Linked DNA regions of Pan troglodytes: region 2 is linked to region 1. The links are chromatin contacts, called in public Hi-C maps. All regions are on one chromosome and are shown on one strand. Each heading gives the region's core, a stretch centred on a gene start, on an enhancer-like site or on the middle of the called end of the contact. The rest is flanking DNA. Distances are from core to core; before and after follow the strand shown.

Region 1 (4,790 bases), core at 1,451-3,950:
ACTGCACCTTAGACCTCCCAGGCTCAAGCAATCCTCCCACCTCAGTCCCTGGAGTAGCTGTGACTACAGGCATGCACCACCATGCCCAGCTAACTTTAAAAAAATTTGTAGAGATGAGGTCTACGCTGCTCAGGCTGATCTCAAACTCCCTGGCTCAAGCAATCCTCCTGCCTTGGCCTCCCAAAATGCTGGAGTTACAGGCATGAGCCATCATGCCCAGCCAAATCCTAGGTTTGGTAGTCAGGTTTCTCTTGTTTTTTAAGAAATTTTTGATCCTACTGACTTTTCTAGCACAGAGTGAAAAATACCAAATGTATCATCACACATAGTACTGTTTTGTTTCATTTGATTTCATTTATATATAGATATGTTTGTGTGTACTGAGATGCAACATAAAATGCATTTTTCACTGAAGGTTACATCAAAAAGTTTGAAAGCCAATCATCTGAAGTTCTTAAACTTTATTGTGCATATGAATGATCTGGGGCCTTTCTATCTGCACTTCTATCAACCACCCAATAGATGCTGATGCCGCTGGTCCTCAAACCTCACTTTTAATGGCACAGATTTAGACAAGACCAATCGCAGCACTAGCTTTAATATTTCTCTGAGATCGTAAGAGAAGGAATAAGAGGAGAGCTGTAGACGTTGTAGCAGCAAAGTATGAGATGCAAGATAAATATAAGAGTTCACTATGAAACTAACAATAAATGGTCTCAACTTTTTCTAAGGCATAATAAAGTCACTGAAGGAGACACTGAATAGGGATAAAGACAGAGAAACTTAAATGACAGATAAATGACAGAATTAACAAAATAGATTCTATTACCTTTAGTGCCAGAAAGATTACATGCAACAGCCACTTTCTTTTGTTGAAATTCTTTTAATTTCACCACATTATCTGTAAGTAGGTATCTTTTAGCTAAAAATCAGAGAAAGAAAAAAGTAAAGTCATTTTGACTGTTTTAGAAGTTAGCAAATAACATGAATAGAGCTTGATTGCCTCTAACATCTATTATAATCCATTAGACACGTACAAATATAACTGTACAAACTGTACAAATATAAATCCTGGGAAAAACCATTTCTGAACTACCAGAGAATGCAAATCCTCAGCAAAACAGGTTTTATTTGTGTGTGTGAAAGAAGATAGTGATTAACCGTAGCTAGTGATAAACCTGTGTGGGGACTGGTTGACAGGAAGTTGGGATTTGAAGTACAAATGGGCATTTGCCATCGGTTAAAGGTATCAAGAGCATTTTTAAAAAAACTAATAACATTTAAATGCAAAACAGGCATATTTAGTTTTGGTTTATCCAGGGAGAAGCACAGTGTAGTGGAAAAAGCTGCAGCGTGACCACTGGAACTCCCAGTTTTGTCCTCTGTGAAATGAGGGGGTTAAGGCCTCTCAGATGTGGACTCAAAATACATTTGAGATACATGGAAATCATTGATCACAGCTTAGTAGATTTGGGAAACATCATCCTTTCTTTAGGATCCTTGGCTGTGCATGAGATAAAACGGACCAAGCGTGGCCGAAGAATCACGCACTAACAGAGTTCTGTGAGCTGCAGTAACAAGGTAACAATAAAAGTTGCTATTTATTTACAGAAAGGCAGTCCAGTGAAGTGGTTAGGAGCAGGTTTCTATTGTTGGGTGTGTTCAAATCCCACCTCTAACAGTTCCCTCTGACCTTGGGCAAATTACTTAACCTTGTTCCTCCTCTGTAAATGGAGAAAAGAATGGTACTTCTCTTGCTGGGTGTTGTCTAGAGAAAAGGAATTAATGTATGTAAACTACATTAAAGTAATGCCTGACAAACATTTTTACTATCACTCACTAGCATCTTCAGATTTAACTCTCTTCATAGAGATGTTAGAGGATAGTTTTGAAAAATGAAGAAACGTGCCGCTAAGTCTTTTAGATTGTTAGCAGAACTGAGACTCCATAAGACCTCTGCTTCCAAACTCTGCAGAACAGAAAAAGGCCGGGCGCGGTGGCTCACTCCTATAATCCCAGCACTTTGGGAGGCCGAGGCGGATGGACCACGAGGTCAGGAGTTCGAAACCAGCCTGGCCAACATAGTGAAACCCGTCTCTACTAAAAATACAAAAAACCCGGGCGTGGTGGCGCACGCCTGTAGTCCCAACTACTCGGAAAGCTGAGGCAGGAGAATCGCTTGAACCCGGGAGGCGGAGGCTGCAGTGAGCCGAGATCGCGCCACCGCGCTCCAGCTTGGGCGACAGAGCAAGACTTCGTCTCAAAAATAAATAAATAAGTCACCCAAGGCGGGAGGGATGTTCCTGAAGACGAACGTCGCCCCATCTGAGGGAGCACTACAGCCCCAAGGTCAAGACCCCAGCAGTCCTTCGATTTGCAGGCACTGGGGGTATCCACGACCCCCAGGGGTCACCACTGCACCCACATGGCAACTAGAGGGCGAGGGTGTGCTCCAGGCCAGTGAGAGACTTAGGAGCTGTGGCTGCTCCACAGAGATGCTAGCTGGGATCTAACACCCCCTTCTCTCCCATCCCTCCCCTCCTTCCCTAGGCTAAGGCCGCGGATACCTCCGAGAGGGCAGCGGCAGCTGACAGAGCCGGAGCCTCCCACCCCAGGATACACCAAAATCTGCAGCGCCTGCAGGAGAACTCGATTCGAGGGCCGAAATGCAGCAGCCATACTGTCTCGGACCATACCAACTACTGGAACCGGGGCGAGGAGGCGGAGCGTCGGTCCTGTCGTCGAGAGCGACAAAAGGGATTCGTCCAATTCTGGGCGCCCCGAGAGGTCGAGCTGTAACCCCGCCCCTTCCTCTGTCCGTAACCCGTTGGCTCTTCCTTTTGGTACGCTCCAAGATGGCTGCCTCCATAGTGCGGCGCGGGATGCTCCTGGCGCGGCAAGTGGTTCTTCCTCAGCTCTCTCCTGCAGGTTGGCCGGACAGCTTCATTAGGCCCCTGATTATTCTGTTTTTTGGGTGAAGGGAGCGGTGGGCTTTCAAGAGGAGAGGAAATGTTTCTGGAATCTGATTGCTAGGGACGCCATTTGGGGTGTTTGGTGGTGCAGAAGAAGGAGACAAGGTATCTGTTCCGTTTCCTTCCCTAAAATAACAGTGTGTTCCTGTCCAAAGGTACGAAGAGCAGTGGAAGGTTATATAGCATGAGGGAATTTGCGTATGATTCGCCAGATTTATGTGTTGGGGTGGTCGTGCTTTTGCTGACCACGAAAAACCCAAATGTGCGCCGGGCGCGGTGGCCCACGCCTGTGGTCCCAGCACTTTGGGAACGCGAGGCGGGCGGATCGCCAGGAGTTCGAGACCAGGAGTTGAGACCAGGAGTTGAGGCCAGGAGTTCGAGACCAGCCTGGCCAACAGGGCGAAACCCCATCTCTACTGAAAAATACAAAGAAATTATCTGGGCGTGGTGGCGCGCGCCTGTAATCCTAGCTACTCGGGGGGCTGAGGCAGGATAATCGCTTGAACTCGGGAGGCGGAGGTTGCAATGAGCAGAGATCGCGCCACTACACTCCAGCCTGGGCAACAGAGAGAGACCCTGTCTCAAAAAAAAAAAAAAAAGAAAAAAGGAAAAACCTAAATGTGTCCATTCCTGGGGCTGGGACATTTTTCTCCCATCTGAGGTTTTTTTAGAGGGACGTCAGATAAACATTTTTCCCACTACCACACATTTAGCTGGACCCCTGGTCTTCGTGGAAGAATTTTTCAGTATTAATCTCATTTTATCTGATGACCTTGAGCACAACTTTTGATTGACCTTTCTTTGCTATCGTTTTCCACGTGTAGATAATAAATGCTAATAGTTACTTGTAAAGTACTTTGATATCTGAACTAAATGGCAGCCCACTCAAAGCCTGCATAGTGGGTCTGATAATGAAAACATTGGGAAAAAGTTTTAAAGTATTTATAGGAGCCAAATTTGCAGTGATTCTAACCACATAATCCAGACAGACATATTTGATAAAAATGCAATAATCACACTCGATTTTTCCAATGCCGCTTATCTTCCCTTTCCAACCTACCTCCCATCCTCTATTTTTTTAAAAAGCACGCACTTCTTTAGGAACAGCCATTAAACGTCAATGTGAAACCTCAGAGTTGGCCACCAGTTTTCTGAAGATTAAGTGGCTGACCTGGTGAAAACGTTTAATGTCACACATTAGGCAGTGTTATGCACAACGCTTGACACCTTAGTAAGAATTAGCTGTTGTAGCTATTTTCTGTTTATGTGGTTTCCTTGAACTACTACACACAGAGGGCATTCTGGGAGACCTGTCTTTCCCCACCATCACCTCCCCAGCCTTTTTTTTTTTTTCGGGTTTCGTTCTTGTTGCCCAGGTTGGAGTGCAATGGCACGATCTCAGCTCACTGCAGCCTCTGCCTCCCGGGTTCAAGTGATTCTCCTGCCTCAGCCTCCCAAGTAGCTGGGATTACAGGCATGCACCACCACTCCCGGCTAATTTTGTATTTCCAGTAGAGACGGGGTTTCTCCATGTTGGTCAGGCTGGTCTCGAACTCCTGACCTCAGGTGATCCACCCGCCTCTACTTCCCAAGGTGCTGGGATTACGGGCGTAAGCCACTGTGCCCAGCTGGCCCAGCTTTTTAATCTCCCAGTTCAGAACTCTTGAGCAATGATCTAGATATTGTCCTGACTCCAGAATGTAGAAAGGTGATTACTTATGCTAGAATGAAGCATATGCTAGAATGAAGGCATAGAGAATAACAGATAATAAATAGAGAGTAAGCAAGTAGCTGGTATCCGGGAGTACAGTTGGCTTC
Region 2 (4,790 bases), core at 1,570-4,069, 310 kb after region 1:
GAATACTGGGTTCGGAAGAGTGGGCTCCTGAAGTCTGTGCAAAGGCTAGACTCATTTAGAGTGGCAACCAGGTGCTGGTCTTCTAAAAGATGCCCTTTGGGTAGGAGCTGAATGTGAAACTGAGGTCTGTGGGGCTAAGCTGAGGACTCCCTCATCAGGAAAGCTCTGCCTGAAGTCCTAGATGTCTGCTGCATGTCTGTAGAGTAGAGGTGGAGACCCTTTTTCTAAGAGGGGAAACCAAGTAGTACTTTGCCTCTGGTTTCTTTCAGAACAGACAAGGTCCCAGACCTATGGGCACTCAGCCCCAGACTACGTGTTGCCACTTAATGGGCCTCCTAAAATGTCCCTCTAACTTCCAGGGAGGCGTCCTTGAAGAATCAGATCCACAGTGGACATGGGGGTAAGGGAAAACAAACATTCCCTTTTAGGGCCGTCACAAAATAAAGCCCAGCTGCTCCAGGATCTGTCTTTCTGTGCAGGTAGTAAGCACCAGCCACAGATGTCCAAAAAAAGGATGTCAAAGCTTCATCAACCATTTGTATCTTAATAAAGTTCGGGAACTAAGATACTAAAAGAATGACACCCAGTACTAGGGGATAAAAGAAAAACAAAACTGGAGGCTGAGATGTAAGATCTTTTGCAGAAATCACTAATTTATGTATTTGTTTGTTTGTTTATACATATATACATGCATATATGCACCTCCTTGTTCCAAATTGAATTGATTCACTTATTTATTCAAATATTTATTGAGCACCTGCTAACATTGTAAGCAAAACCAGACACAAACACTACCCTAGTGGAGTTTACAGTCTAGTGGGGGGAACAAATATTGACACCGAATCACACAAATAGCACAATGATAATAAACTGATAGGCACAGTGTAGGAAATGCAGAGATCCACAGAGGTGTGGCATGTGGGAGTCAGTGTGCAGTGTGCTAATGAGAGTGGATGGTTACATTTTTAAGGATGCTGTGAGCCTTTAAATGCAGACACTATTGAAAATTAAATTATAGTCCAGGCGCGGTGGCTTACAACTGTAATCCCAGCACTTTGGGAGGCCGAGGTGGGTGGATCACTTGAGGTCAGAAGTTCGAGATCAGCCTGGGCAACATGGTGAAACCTGGTCTCTACTAAAAATACCAAAAAAAAAAAAAAAAAAAAATGCATTAGCTAGGCGTGGTGGCCTGTGCCTGTAGTCCCAGCTACTCTGGAGGCTGAGGCATGAGGATCACTTGAACCCAGGAGGCAGAGATTGCAGTGAGTCAAGATTGCACCACTGCACTCCAGCCTGGGTGACAGAGCAAGTCTCCATCTCAAAAATATATATATTAAGTTATATATACTAAAAATTACACGATTTATATTAAAAATGAGATACATATTTTAAACCCATTACTTCCTAATTATTTTACATTTTACTATTATCTATGCTTTTGAGGTTGTTTATATTTTTTATGTCTGCATGTTGGAAATAACTATAGAATGATGTGTTACTATGTCTGTCTTCCTAACTCTGTTGGACATCATGTTGATAGCTTAAAATTGGCCATGGTGGGAGTATTTATACCACAGATAAGAGCAAACAGTGGCTTTTGTTGTCCCAGACATCTGGCTGTTAAACATTTTCCACCACACCACTGCATGACGCTGTGTGGGAGGGAGGGGTGACCTAACCTGAAGATAGCATGTGTGTAGACACGAACACGGGAAGTGTAGCAAATGCTGCTAGTTGTCCGCCCACACTCATCCTCAGCTTGCCCTTTAAACAGCCACAGTTTTGTTCAGGCTGGCAATTTGCCCAGCTACGAAACCACATATCCTAGCCTCCCTTGGAGCTTGGGGTTGAAGCCACATGACCCAGCCCTGGCCAATGAGATGGATATGGAATCTGCTGCCAATTTCTGGGAAGAGTTTTGCTTCTTGACGTGGGCACCGCCCCTTCCTCCTTACTGCTTCCTTCTTGTTCCTGCCTGCACTGCTGGCTGGAGATGGAACAGCCATTTTGTGACCAGGAAGGGACCTCAAGGGTGAAACATGCCAAGAACAACAGCCAGGCAGAGACAGGAGGAGCTAGGACAGGGATGATTATGGAGCTGGCAGCCCCCCCGGACTGCCCACCTCTGGGCCTCTTCTTAGGTGGAAAATAAACTCCTATTTGGTTAAACTACTCAGATGGGTCTCTTTACCTGCTGCCAAATGCAATCTCTTATTCAGTAGACTTTCCTGAAGAAGTGATGTTTGTGCTGAGTTGATGGGAAGAGGCAGGAGTTAAGCATCAGCTAAATGGGGCGTTTATTTTGTGCCAAGTAAGCAGGCTTACTGTTTCCCAGCTCTCAGGTGTGCATGCCTGAGTTCTTGACTTCTCCCTGCAAAACATGCCTGGAATACGCCAGGTGAAAGGGAAGACCATGATGGGGTTGCTGAGGCAGTAGCAGTTTTGTTTTGTCCCTGGCGGATTCATGTCATGGGTTAATTGGCAGTGGTGGTGGGTCCCTATACAAAAGGCTGGAAGGTGAATTCAGACTGGAACCAGCCAGTCGAGGCAGCACTAAACTGCAACCTCTCTTTCTCCCTTTCCCTACCCTGGTCCACAACAGCTTTCAAATCTTTCCAAATCCTCACCCCAGGACACACTAGCCAGCCCTTTCCTGCCTGCTACGAAGCTGCTTTCCTAGGAAGGGGCCTTTTGAATTCAAGTGCAGAAAAATCTTCATTTAAAAAAAAAAAAAAAAGCCTTCAACCGGTTGCTAGGGTTTTGTGTATCCTGCTTTAGGGAGCTTTCTCCAATGAAAGAGACTCGTCGCTATAGAAACTGCCACGTCACAGGACTTCTGTACAGCAGCGTCTGAGACTTAGGCTGCCTCTTCCAGGACAGGTTTTATATCAGAGCCCCTCTCACAGAAGTGTGTGCCTGGGACTGGGGAGGGAGAGGACCCTGGAATTGTCAGTGGCTTTAAATATCCCTCCCTCCCTTTCTTTCCCGCTCCCCACTTCTCTCTCCCTCCTGCCCCTCCTCCATCTCTTCTTTCTCCTCCCTCTTCATTGCAAACAGAATGCAAAAGCAATTGCAGTAATACAGAGCATTTCTCTGTATGTCCACACTTCTTAGCCATGGAAAGATGACGTTGCTACCACACCCATGCACACACACATGCACACACTCAGTTCTGGTAAGATAAATGGCAGCTTGGAAGGGAGTCATTTGATGCAACACTCAATAATTCCATGTTTATGAGGACTCAAGGCTAACTCAAACCACTTGAGTCAAAGCCCTTGAGTCAAAGCCCTTGAATCAAGCCAAGGGAAGTTCACACTGAGGCAGTTGGAGGTGTGGGGGACCTTCTTCCTATCTTAAAGAGACATGCAAGGTCACACATCTATCTTCTAGGCAAAGCTATCGTCTTCCCATATTAAAATACAGGTAGTCTTTGCCTTTTAAATAGGGTTATCATGTAGTTTATCATCCCTAGTAGGACATCTACAAGAGGAGCTGTTAGTAATTATACTAGGACAATGTCATATACCAGGATTGTCTGGGCAAATAAGGACATTTGTCTGATCCACTTGTAACTTGCAAACACATGCTTAACAAACAATGCACGAGAGAAAATGGCTTCCTGCCCCTCATCTTCCCTGAAGAGCTCACTGCTCCTGAAAATTGAGACATTTGGGGGATTGGAAGCTTTTGAATAACACGGGGGTTCAGAAGGAAAGAAAGAAATGAGTTGAAGGGTTAGCAGATTTTCGAGAAGATTCTTATATACATAATACTTCATACATGTGTGTCTGAAGCATAAATACCCACTCCCAATAGAAGAGAGTGGCCGTTTCCCCACACCCCCACCAACACATGTCTTCTTCAATCTTACAAGCCAGTCTCTCTAATGTTCTTAGAGAATGAAGTCATTCCTCTTATGTCTGGCTCCACCTGTTTTGCACACAGCCAGACTTATCTCCTCAAAAACTCAGTGCTGGCATGATGAAGACAAGCACAGTGACTTTAGGTCATCTTACGCCTCTGCGTGAGGAAGGTGCCAGAGCCACAAGACAGCAGGAGCTGGCTTCTTCCTAACATGCTATAAAATCCCATAAGGCAAATCCCCCCACTACTTTTCTTTTTCAGAAATTCCAGCCTGTTCATGCTTGTTAATTTTCCCAAGCAAACGTTAGCATCAGCTAATCCCTTCACAGTTTTTTTTTTCTCCAAGTATCATCTTGAAGTATTTAACATAAAAGTTCATTTAGGGGGAAATGACACCTCTATGTTGTCTTCTTGTTATTTACATAAGAAATGCTTTATCTTTTCATTTGTTTAAGCCTCCTTTTGTGTTAGAGTTTTGTTTTTGTTTTTGTTTGTCTGTTTTGTAATACAGAGCCTTGAACCACAACTCCAGACAATCTGATTTCATATCTTTGGAGCTGGGTCAGGGAAAAGAGCATCAGCGGTATAGCAAAACAGGCCCAAGACTTGAAAGATAACCTTAGCATAATGTATTTCACATCATTGCCTACAGACTGCCTCAAATCTTGAAATTAGAAGGCAAATATTTTTCTAACTTGCCCTTTTTCTAAATTATTAATAATCATGGCTAAAACAGCCTTTTACGTGCTACACCAGGAATGTGGCCAAGTGTGTTGATGTGGAAAGAGGCAAGGTTAGCCCCGAGGACATGGGTTAGAGGAGGAAGAGGGGAGGAGGAGGGAGATGCCATTTTTGGAAAAGTCTGGGCTTTGGTTTCCCACCAGTGAATTTCATTTAAATAAAAAAAGCACTCCACATATGTA

What was found. A called contact is a pair of places that touch in the nucleus more often than the background predicts.
Region 2: a Hi-C map of stem cell-derived neural progenitor cells shows a contact between it and region 1, with 2.8 times the contacts expected there. The contact joins the enhancer-like site here to the promoter of PTCD2 in region 1. A contact is called at or near these places in 1 of 7 Hi-C or Micro-C datasets (stem cell-derived neural progenitor cells) and 1 of 1 datasets of contacts at active chromatin or transcription factors (stem cell-derived excitatory neurons).

The regions. Positions count from the first base shown.
Region 1 is chr4:43,727,433-43,732,222 of NHGRI_mPanTro3-v2.0_pri, forward strand. It overlaps PTCD2 (pentatricopeptide repeat domain 2), which reads right to left and starts at 2,701. Exons shown (of 10, transcript NM_001246655.1): 1 at 2,568-2,701; 2 at 830-922. The coding sequence starts at 2,694. It overlaps MRPS27 (mitochondrial ribosomal protein S27), which reads left to right and starts at 2,667. Exons shown (of 11, transcript XM_517715.8): 1 at 2,667-2,928. The coding sequence starts at 2,667.
Region 2 is chr4:44,033,287-44,038,076 of NHGRI_mPanTro3-v2.0_pri, forward strand. No RefSeq gene overlaps it. Among named protein-coding and RNA genes, the nearest start is that of MAP1B, 93 kb to the left of the region's middle. Within about 2 kb of position 2,820, at least 16 of the 24 cell types and tissues checked have an H3K27ac peak or open chromatin away from gene starts, as enhancers often do. A contact at or near this core is called in stem cell-derived excitatory neurons and stem cell-derived neural progenitor cells, where this site is marked.